Linked DNA regions of Sus scrofa: regions 2 and 3 are each linked to region 1. A link is a contact called in public Hi-C and promoter capture Hi-C data. All regions are on one chromosome and are shown on one strand. Each heading gives the region's core, a stretch centred on a gene start, on an enhancer-like site or on the middle of the called end of the contact. The rest is flanking DNA. Distances are from core to core; before and after follow the strand shown. Region 1 holds the start of DHFR (dihydrofolate reductase). Region 2 holds the start of ZFYVE16 (zinc finger FYVE domain-containing protein 16). Region 3 holds the start of SPZ1 (spermatogenic leucine zipper protein 1).

Region 1 (3,249 bases), core at 505-3,004:
CATACATATATATATAGATTCTTTTTCTCACATTATTCTCCATCATGTTCTATCTCAAGTCACTAGATATAGTTCCCGGTGCTATACAGCAGGGTCTCATGTTTATCCACTTGAAATGCAACAGTCTGCATCTACTAACCCCTAAACTCCCAGGCCATCCCACTCCCCAACCCCCTTTGGCAACCACAAGTCTATTCTCCAAGTCCATGAGTTTGTTTCTTTTCTGTAGAAGGGCTCATTTGTGCCGTGTATTAAATTCCAGATAAAAGTAATATCTTATGGCATTTGTCTCTCTCTTTCTGACTCACTTCACTTGGGTTTTATTTATTTATTTATTTATTTATTTTTGTTTTGTAGGGCCGCACCCCCAGCATATGGAAGTTCCCAGGCTAGGAATCAAATCAGAGATACAGCTGCCAGCCACAGCCACAGCCACTCAGGATCCGAGCCACGTCTGTGACCTACACCACAGCTCATGGCAACACCAGATCCTTAACCCACTGAGTGAGGCCAGGGATCGAACGTGCTTCCTCATGAATACTAGTCAGATTCGTTTTCACTGCGTCACAACTGGAACTCCCTCACTTGGGTTTTAATCGGTCCTCTCCCTCATGTCTACATTCTTTTCCTTGGTTATCCTCTTCTCTCCAGTGACTCAGTTCATCTAGTTCCTGTGCCTGAAATTATCCTGGGTATCCTACAAGCACTTCAAAAACTGTTATCATTACAGCTCCAGACTATTCGCCACTCCTTTATTCTCCATGTTACTTAGACCTTCTGAGAGTTCATCCTTGATGCCTTCCTTTAATTTTTTGATCACCAAACCGAGAATCTTGTAACCACTTTTTTGACTTTTACCCTTTTGCCATTCAGACACTATCATCTCTTCCAGCAGCTATTTCAAAGGCCTCTTTTAATCTCCTTTGCAAGCGCTAACCTCCAGAGACGCTTCTACCTAACTGCCTATTCTGCCCAATACCTCAATTGTATGTGCGCTCACAAAAAATTTCAAAGAAATTTCTTCCAAACAGTGAAACGTTTGATGACTCCTGGGAACTGCATACACCATTTATGATAGGGCAAAAGGTCCCAGACTAACATGAAAAACTTTTCACTTAAGTAACATTTGCACCGGTAAGCTTCCTCAGGCAAGACCCTTCGCGAACTTGAATCCTTAAAAAATCTCACATTACCTTCTACTGAAGAGGTTGTGGTCATTCTTTGGAAATATTTGTATTCGTTCCTACAAGTTAGAGAAACATATATAGAGTTACTCCGAACGTGATTCCTTGGGCTTAAGCTCTAACGCACTGACAAACGGTGCGCTGGGGAGAATCTCCAGGACTCGGACTTTGCTCAGGGGTAGGACGCAAGGGAAAAGGCCTTTCGGGACAGCAGGAGCGAGACCGAAATTAATAACTTGCCGCCAGGCTCTTGACGCGTTAGGAAGCCCAAATCTACTTCCTGCCAGCGCAGGTCACGAAACCCCCCATCTTCTCCGAGAGTCGGCCGGGCCTGGCGGGGCCCAGTTGCCCCAATCTGCCAGCGCCAGTTCCGATCCCACACGCTCGATCCACCCCCAGCCCCGCAGGTACCTGAGCGGGGGCCAGGGCAGGTCCCCGTTCTTGCCAATGCCCATGTTCTGGGACACAGCAACGATGCAGTTTAGCGGACGAACCATGTCGGCGGCTGTAAACACTTTCGAGACAACTGGCTACACCAACACCGGGATTCCCCCAAAGCTTGGCGCGAAATTTCGCTCACCCCGCCCCCCCCACTCCTATTTGTGCAGGAGAGACCCCGCCCTCACCACGCCCCCTATCCCGGCGCACCGCAGGGTCGCGACGTGCTCGCGCCCGCAGACACCCGGGAACTGCGGCCGCGGGCTCGCGCTCCTAGCTCGGCCTGGGCCTGCCCCCCGGCTGACACTCCCTGACCTACGATGTCGCGCCGGAAGCCGACCTCTGGCGGCGCTGCAGCTGCCAGCTCAGCCCCTGCAAGACAAGCAGTTTTGAGCAGATTCTTCCAGTCTACGGGAAGCCTGAAATCCACCTCCGCCCCTACGGGTGCAGCCGAGACGGTGACCCCTGACTCTGACTCCGCAGCACCCCTAGCGGCCACTCTCCCGCCTCAGTTGCCGTCACACGTGGTGGGTTCGGTCCGGGGTGGGGCGGGGCCGGAGGGAAGCGAGGGGCGGGGGGACCAGATGGGGGTGCTTGTAGGTGGAGCGGGAGGAGGCGGGGACCGTGCGCGAGAATTGGCGAGATGACTGGGCCAGATGAGAAGGGGCGGGGCTCGGGAAAGACGAGGAGGGAAAAGACGGGTCCTCCTTCATCCTAGGCGCAGTTCAAAGATTTTAGGGTGATGTTACGCTTGGGGCAATAGACTTGAGGCTAAGATTACACGAGACAGAAACTCAGGTTTCCTGACTCCCATTCTGATGAGAGTAGGGGCAGAAGACTATGTCTTTTAATTTCCGTCCCCCCCCCCCTTTTCTAGGTCGAGGGTTGAACAGGAACTTTATCACATTTGTATGTCGTTAGGTGACTAGAAGAAAACTGCCCTTAAATCTTTAGTTTTTAAGGCTGCAACAGGTTTGCTCAATGTTTCAAGCGATTACCAGTAAAAGTCATATTGTGCATTTCCCCCGTGACTGCACTCCTTGTAGTTCAGATGATAAAGTCTGATAAAACAGTTTGGGTGGATAAAGTTTCTTAATATGGCGCAGGTGTGATGGTTAGTCGTTGGATTCTTCCTGTTGCTCGCCACCCTTCCACTGAGTAAAATAAGTAGGTTTCTGTTTTTTTTTTTTGTCTTTTTGCCATTTCTAGGGCCGCTCCCTCGGCGTATGGAGGTTCTCAGGCTAGGGGTCTAATTGGAGCTGTAGCCACTGGCCTACGCCACAGCCACAGCAACGATTTTTTTTTTCTTGTTAAACCAGGGACACTGCCACAGGGGGAAGGCCTAAGGGTGAACCCTCCCTGGGGCTCCCTGGTACAGCATTTCTTAAACTGAATGTTGAAGGGGATTGCAGATTGGCTTTTAGGCACCCTCCCAGTTTTAAGACCGTGATGGTTTGGCTGCTTCAAAGTCTTGTTCCCTTTATTTTTCTTCAGGAGAGTGATTGCCCCTCTCCTGTCCTTGTTTTTTTGACCATAGTCTACGTTTTCATGAATTCACCAAGAATTTATTTTATGCCTCCCATCTAGAGGCTGTTTGGTGAGGGACTTAAGTCTTTGGCAGGATTTC
Region 2 (3,016 bases), core at 356-2,855, 210 kb before region 1:
GAAATCTCAGAAAACTTAACTGACCAAGAATCTATACGAAGGTCTTGTAATTTTCTTATATCACAGCAATCTCTCAATTATTTATCTTAATAAGAGATAATGACATAGTCGATTGTGAACTTCTTATGGGCAAAAATAATAAATTATCTGTGTAGTCCTTACATCTCCCAGCACAAAGCAATGTATAGCGGAAACTCCCATAAACAAATAAATGTGATACAAAGTACAACTGCATTTACATGTGAAAGGTATTTGAGTTTTCCATAACTTGTTTATTTTCTTACTCATCTAAATCCTTGTTTTTTTATTTTTATTTTTATTTTTTTTGCCTTTTTGGCCATTTTTTTAGGGCCGCACCCGTGGCATATGGAGGTTCCCCCGCTAGGGGTCTAATCAGAGCTACAGCTGCTGGCCTACACCAGAGTCACGCCAGATCTGAGCCGCATCTACGACCTACACCACAGATGGCAATGCCAGATCCTTAACCTACTGAGGGAGGCCAAGGAAACCCACTGAGCGAGGCCAAGGATTGAACCTGCAACCTCATGGTTCCTAGTTGGATTCGTTTCCACTGTGCCACGATGGGAACTCCACTTGTTTACTGTTTTTGGCTGCACCTGTGGCATATGGAAGTTTCTGGGCCAGAGGTTGAACCTATGCCTCAGCAGCCACTGAACCACTGCAGAGACGATGCACGATCTTTACCCCTGCACCACAGCAGGAACTCCTAAATCTTTGTATTCTGAAATAGCTCCTTATAATTTCCAAAAGAGAAGTTACTGAATTAGGTCATGTGAACATTTCTTTATCCGATTTGACAAGTAACTTTCCAAATTTTGTTCTAAGTTACATCCCCAAGAAGATAGGAGTCCTCATTTCACTCTATCCCCACCAATGGAGTTTCTTCAGAATATAAACAACCTGGCCAATTAGATCCAAGGGAAATAATGTCTCTTTTGTCTTCTTTTCATTATTAATGAGTTTTAACATTAATAAAATATGCAGTAGGCATTTAAATTTCTTAATTTGTGAACTGACCATTCGTACATATACTTTTCCCACTTATCTGTTTAAGGCCTTATTACTTTCTATTTCTAGTCTTTGTCCTTACACTGTGCAACAGAATATTTTTACCTCAAATATGCACTTGTACACAGGCATCTCTGCTGTGTTTCTTCAAGGGTAGTGACCCCATTTCATTTATCTGGGAGCAACACTGGGCACAGTAGAGACAATGCATACTGGGCTTTGTGTAATTATTTTTAGGATTAAACAAGCTAAGCTAAACATAAACGAGATAACCTAAGCAAAGCATCTAACACACTGTCACATAGCAGATGCTCAATAAATTATTTTAATCAATCAAAAGAAGTTTCACCACTGAAGCAAAACCACACTATTTCAGCGCTGAGGAAAATCAAGATAAAATATCTTTGAAAGATCACAAATTATATTTGTCCAAGTTCAAGATTTGGGATTTGAACACTGATTCAAATTACATCTGACTGCGATACTCTTGAGATACTACAACTCTGACATTTTTAAAGACCAGTATGAATTCTGAGCTGGTTAAAATCTTTCGGTAAGTGGTGGATTCTTTTCCCCAGTCTGTAATGACACCCTGGCCCCAGACAGACGTCTCTTCTTCCATTTAAATTTATAGGAAACTTCTGGTGAAAATAGTAAAACACAAGCACAAATATGCATCACATGATTGACATTTGCTTCTCCAGATTAATTAGCTTTTGTTTTCAGACAGGAAGGCAGCTGTTCTCCGACCACTGCCAGAAAAGCAGAACTAAAACAACCAGAAGGAAAGACTGAGCCCTTGGGAATGGCCAATCAGCTGGAGGGCCTGAGGCACTGCAGTGGGTTAGGAGCATTTTTTTGCTGCCGGGGCGGAGGGGGAGCTGGTTGCAAAACCAGTATGAAGCAAAAAAAAAAAAAAAAAAAAAAAAGGTTTTCCGGGAGGACAGCAGCGCGGAGAACAGGCCGGGTGTGTCCGGTACAGGCCCGAGCTGCCCGAGCTCTGCGCCAGCCCTGTGAACGCGGAGGCTGGGGGCGGGGAAGCTGTGTCTAGGTCAGCGAAGGGCACAGGAAGCAGGCCACCGACACTGGTCGCTTCGGGATCCCTGCCCCGGGGCCTCTAGTGGGAAACCGAGTCGAGGACTACAGAAGATCCTCCGTCGTCCCCCTCACCCCAGAACCGCCTCAGGCATTTCCGGTAAGCAGCCCAGCGCCCAGGGATTTAGATCCCGCATCGCAGCGCGCAGGCGCCTCGCGAGTAGGGAGGCCGCGGACGCGGACCGAGGGGGCGTGTGAGTCAAAGGAAAGCTTCCTCTGCGCCTGCGCTATCTGTTCTCCCCAGTTGCGGGTGAGGGAAGGTGGTGGAAACAAACCTTGAGCCGACGTCCCGCGCTCCCTGCACTCCCGGCCGGCGTCGCTCTTCATTCCTCTGCGCGGTGTCGCGTCCAGGCGTCAAAGAGCTCCGCCGGGGTGTGGGGAGGTAAGTGCCCCCTGCAACAGGCGTCTTGGCCTCTCTTCGCCCCTGCTGCCCTCACAGAGAAAGCAGGGTGGCCGCTGGTCTCTCTGCCCTGGGCGCCGGGGCTGGCCCTCCTGTCCCTCTAGGGGCCAAGCCTGGGCCCCCGATTCATCCCTTTCCCAAGCCCCCTGGGCTGGCCGGGAAAAAAGACTCAAACCAGGTTGCCGCTCGTTAAAGCCGGGAGGTGCGGACCAGGCCAGGATGGCAATCACGGCGGTTCTTTGCCGGGTCCCGCCCACCTGGGCCTCCCAGAGTGCACGGCGCTGGGGAGAGGGCGACCCCCGCTCTCGGCTGGTGCTGGGTGAAGCGCCCCCAGGGCTGCCATCCCGGCTAGAGAAGGGGCTGCGTCTGCTGGAGGGGCTGGTAGCCCCTGCGCTGAAAGGTCTCGGCACCGGCAGACGAATCTGTCATCGGCGCCCGAGTTTCGCAAAGCCCATTCCCCGCACCATCGTATTGTCTTACCGTTTTTGACCA
Region 3 (3,293 bases), core at 398-2,897, 240 kb before region 1:
GTGGCTTGGTGTAGGCCAGCAGCTGTAGCTCTGATTTGACTCCTAGCCTGGGAAACTCCATATACCACAGGTGCAGCCCTAAAAAGCAAAAAAAAAAAAAAAAAAAAAAAAAAAAGAAAGAAAGAAATATATTTTCTGATTATAAGACATTTAAACTAAAAATTAATTTTAATTACCAAATCAGGAATAAAAACATTTCTTTGTCTTGGAGAGTTAAAAACTATCTTAAATAATAGCTTGAGTCAAAGGGAAAATATTAAAATGCTGACCAATTTGAAATGGATTTAAAGCATAAGGGCAAACGCTAGCCTCTATGGTATCATTGTGTGGGTTAGAAAAGTGTTTCTTCCTCAAGTGAAAAAAAAGACCAACATTGTTGCATCTGTGGATGGTCACAAGGCCTTGGCTCTGAGCCCAGATGGCTGCAAGATGACACTCAAGGAAACCAAAGTCAAAATGAGTTGGCTGGGAGCTGTGAAAGAAAAAAAAAAACCATAAATTTCTCTAAGGGGAAAAAAAAACCCCAATCCTGCTAGATAATGAATTTCCCCTTAAGATTGGAAGCAAACTTCTTGTTCATATATATATATATATATATATATGAACTTTTTTTTTTTTTTTTGAGGCCGCACCCCCAGCACATGGAAGTTCACAGGCTAGGGGTCAAATTGGAGCTACAGCTGCTGGCCTACACCACAGCCACAGCAATGCAGGATCTGAGCTTCATCTTGCCACCTACACCACCGCTCTCAGTAACACCAGATCCTTAACCCACTAAGTGAGGCCAGGGATTGAGCACACATCTTTATGAATCCTAATCAGGTTCGTTAACCACTGAGCCACAAAGGGAACTCTGTAAACTTTTAGTTAATGAAGTGCCTTGCTAGCAAGATTTTGAAGGCCAAGACAAAGTCTCACCTAAGGAATGTTCCCTTTGATTGAACTTAATATTCTCAAGGTCCTGATTCCTAAAGACAAAGAGAAAAGAGTGCACTAGTTTTGATATTCTTCAGTTACTTCTCTATAAACCTCTACAGGATTTACCTGTCTCAAATACTTTAGGTGAATCATGCCATTTTATTTTGTTTTAAACATTTATTTACTTATTTATGGCTACATTCTTGGCATGTGGTAGTTCCCAAGCCAGGGATGGGACCTGTGTCATGGCAGCAATCCAAGCCACTGCAGTGACAATGCCAGATCCTTAACCTGCTGCACCACAGGAGAATTCCCAAACTAGGCTACTTTAAACAAGTTCTTATGAAAAGTAATGAAAGTTATATCCCCTGATATAATCAAATAATTTCGGAGCAAACTTCCTAGGCCAAGAAAAGTCTCAGTTTGTAATTGTGTTGTTAAGAAACCATTTAGATAGTCTCTTCTCATTGCAGCAGAATATTTTTCAAGACTGATTCCTGACATTATTTCCCTAAAATCACAGAAAGGTTGCAGCACTTTTGGGGTCTATTTAATAAGAATGACTTTCTTTTGCAGGAGCAGTTCTAAAACGGGAGCAAGAAGGGTTCCAGGGAGTTCCCAGCGTGGCTCAATGGTAACAAACCTGACTAGTATCCATGATGACTCAGGCTCAATCCCTGGCCTCACTCAGTGGCTTCAGGATCCGGCATTGCCACGAGCTGTGGTGAAGGTCGCAGATCCCGAATTGCTGTGGCTGTGGTGTAGCTGTAGCTCCAATTCAACCCCTAGCCTGGCAACCTCCATATGCTGTGGGTTCAGTCCTAAAAAGGCAAAAGAAAAGGGGGAGAGAGGGTTCCAGGTGGATGAAAGAAGTCCTTACCAGGAAAGACTTCTCTTAGTCATGCACTTAGGCGGTAGAAAAATATCCCATAGTTGAGAATGGATTGTGGGTGATGAGGATGAGGGGAAAGTCACTGAATAGGATGAAAAAGAAAGTCATTGAATGAGATGAACAGAAACCTAGAAAAGGGAGGGAAAGACTGATGCAGAGATCTTTCTGGAGTGGAGAGTACCTCTAGGTTGACTTTGAATCACCAGGTGAGCGTTTAAGAGGCTTTTATTGTGACCCAAAGGAAACAGAATCTGGGGACAGGCCACAATGGTGCAGTGACAGAATAAAGACCTGGTTGCCAGGGGTCGAGAAATAAACCCCAGAAGCCTGGAGGAAGAGAGATGGAGCCCTAGCTCCTGGTCTCCTTTCCCTCCCTCCTTCCCCCTAGGTTTTCTGAGATGTAACCTTCCACCTAAACATCATCTTCCTGGTTTCAGACCTGAACTGTGGTCTCTGATGTCTGCTTGGTTCCACTTTTTTCTACCCATTTGCACAGAGGACCACCACCTTCCCTTTCTGGAATCTCTAAGGTTTTCTGCTTTGCTTGTGCCCTAGTCATCAGCCCAACTACCTCAGCTGAGATGGAAGTGCCCACTCCCTCCCAAACACTTAAGCCTCCCAATCTCAAAGCAGAGTCTTTGGACCCAAAGGTTGTCATTGCCTTATTTGAAATTGGATCACTTCCCCCTGTCTCCTGCAGTCCTCTACCTTCCCCCCCAAATAGTAACCATGAAGCAACTGAACAACGAATTGCAAGGAAATTTGATGATCTCTTAAAAGAAATTAAAGATATTGTTCAAAACATGACAAGTTATGAAGAGAAGGTCAAAGAAACAAAAGAATCTTGGGAGGAAACCAGTATCTCTGAGGATGTATCAGAACTTAAAGAAAAAATCAGAGGACTTGGTAAAATAAATGAAACACTGTTGAAAAAACTGCTTGGTAGTTTGGACCTAGAGAAAGAAAATGCAAAGAAACAGGAGATGATGTCAGAAAAGCAGAACTCCAAGGACACAGTGCAAGGTTTTGCAAAGGATTTGGTAAATTGTTCAGAGGAAAAAAGAGGCCTTTGTGAAACTCACCTAAGTAAGGAAAAAGCAAGGTACGAGCTCCCTCACGTTCAAGAAGAAAATATCAAACTGAAGAACAGCATGGAGCAGTTATTGCAGGAAGCAGACCACTGGAGCATGCAACATACAGAACTTAGTGAACTAATCAAATCCTATCAGAAATCTCAGAAAGACATAAAAACTCTTGAAAATGATGGAGCTAAGTCCCAAACTCAACCAGATAGTGAGACGTCAGCTAAGCATGAGCTGGAAGAACAAGTGAGGAAACTGAAACAAGACACATATTCATTGCATTTGATTGCAGCTTTGCTGGAGAATGAATGTCAAATCTTAGAGCAGAGAGTAGAGCTTCTCAAGGAACTCCATCATCAGAAAGAGGAACCTCTACAAGAGGAGCCAAGTCAAATAGACTG

What was found. Promoter capture Hi-C pulls out the DNA fragments that hold promoters and counts their contacts. Hi-C and Micro-C count contacts between places; a contact is called where the count stands out from the background.
Region 2: a contact with region 1 is called in a promoter capture Hi-C map of liver, with 8 times the contacts expected there. The contact joins the promoter of ZFYVE16 here to the promoter of DHFR in region 1. A contact is called at or near these places in 2 of 5 promoter capture datasets (fetal liver and liver), 8 of 47 Hi-C or Micro-C datasets (alveolar macrophages, embryonic fibroblasts, fibroblasts and 4 more) and 2 of 2 datasets of contacts at active chromatin or transcription factors (alveolar macrophages and skeletal muscle).
Region 3: a Hi-C map of embryonic fibroblasts shows a contact between it and region 1, with 3 times the contacts expected there. The contact joins the promoter of SPZ1 here to the promoter of DHFR in region 1. A contact is called at or near these places in 1 of 5 promoter capture datasets (fetal liver), 12 of 47 Hi-C or Micro-C datasets (alveolar macrophages, embryonic fibroblasts, fetal heart ventricle and 7 more) and 1 of 2 datasets of contacts at active chromatin or transcription factors (alveolar macrophages).

The regions. Positions count from the first base shown.
Region 1 is chr2:89,253,726-89,256,974 of Sscrofa11.1, forward strand. DHFR (dihydrofolate reductase) reads right to left here and starts at 1,755. Exons shown (of 6, transcript NM_001244064.1): 1 at 1,596-1,755; 2 at 1,194-1,243. The coding sequence starts at 1,681. It overlaps MSH3 (DNA mismatch repair protein Msh3), which reads left to right and starts at 1,922. Exons shown (of 25, transcript XM_021084495.1): 1 at 1,922-2,149. The coding sequence starts at 1,943.
Region 2 is chr2:89,043,255-89,046,270 of Sscrofa11.1, forward strand. ZFYVE16 (zinc finger FYVE domain-containing protein 16) reads left to right here and starts at 1,606. Exons shown (of 18, transcript XM_021084492.1): 1 at 1,606-2,506.
Region 3 is chr2:89,012,549-89,015,841 of Sscrofa11.1, forward strand. It overlaps SPZ1 (spermatogenic leucine zipper protein 1), which reads left to right and starts at 1,648. Exons shown (of 1, transcript XM_005661518.3): 1 at 1,648-3,293. The coding sequence starts at 2,392.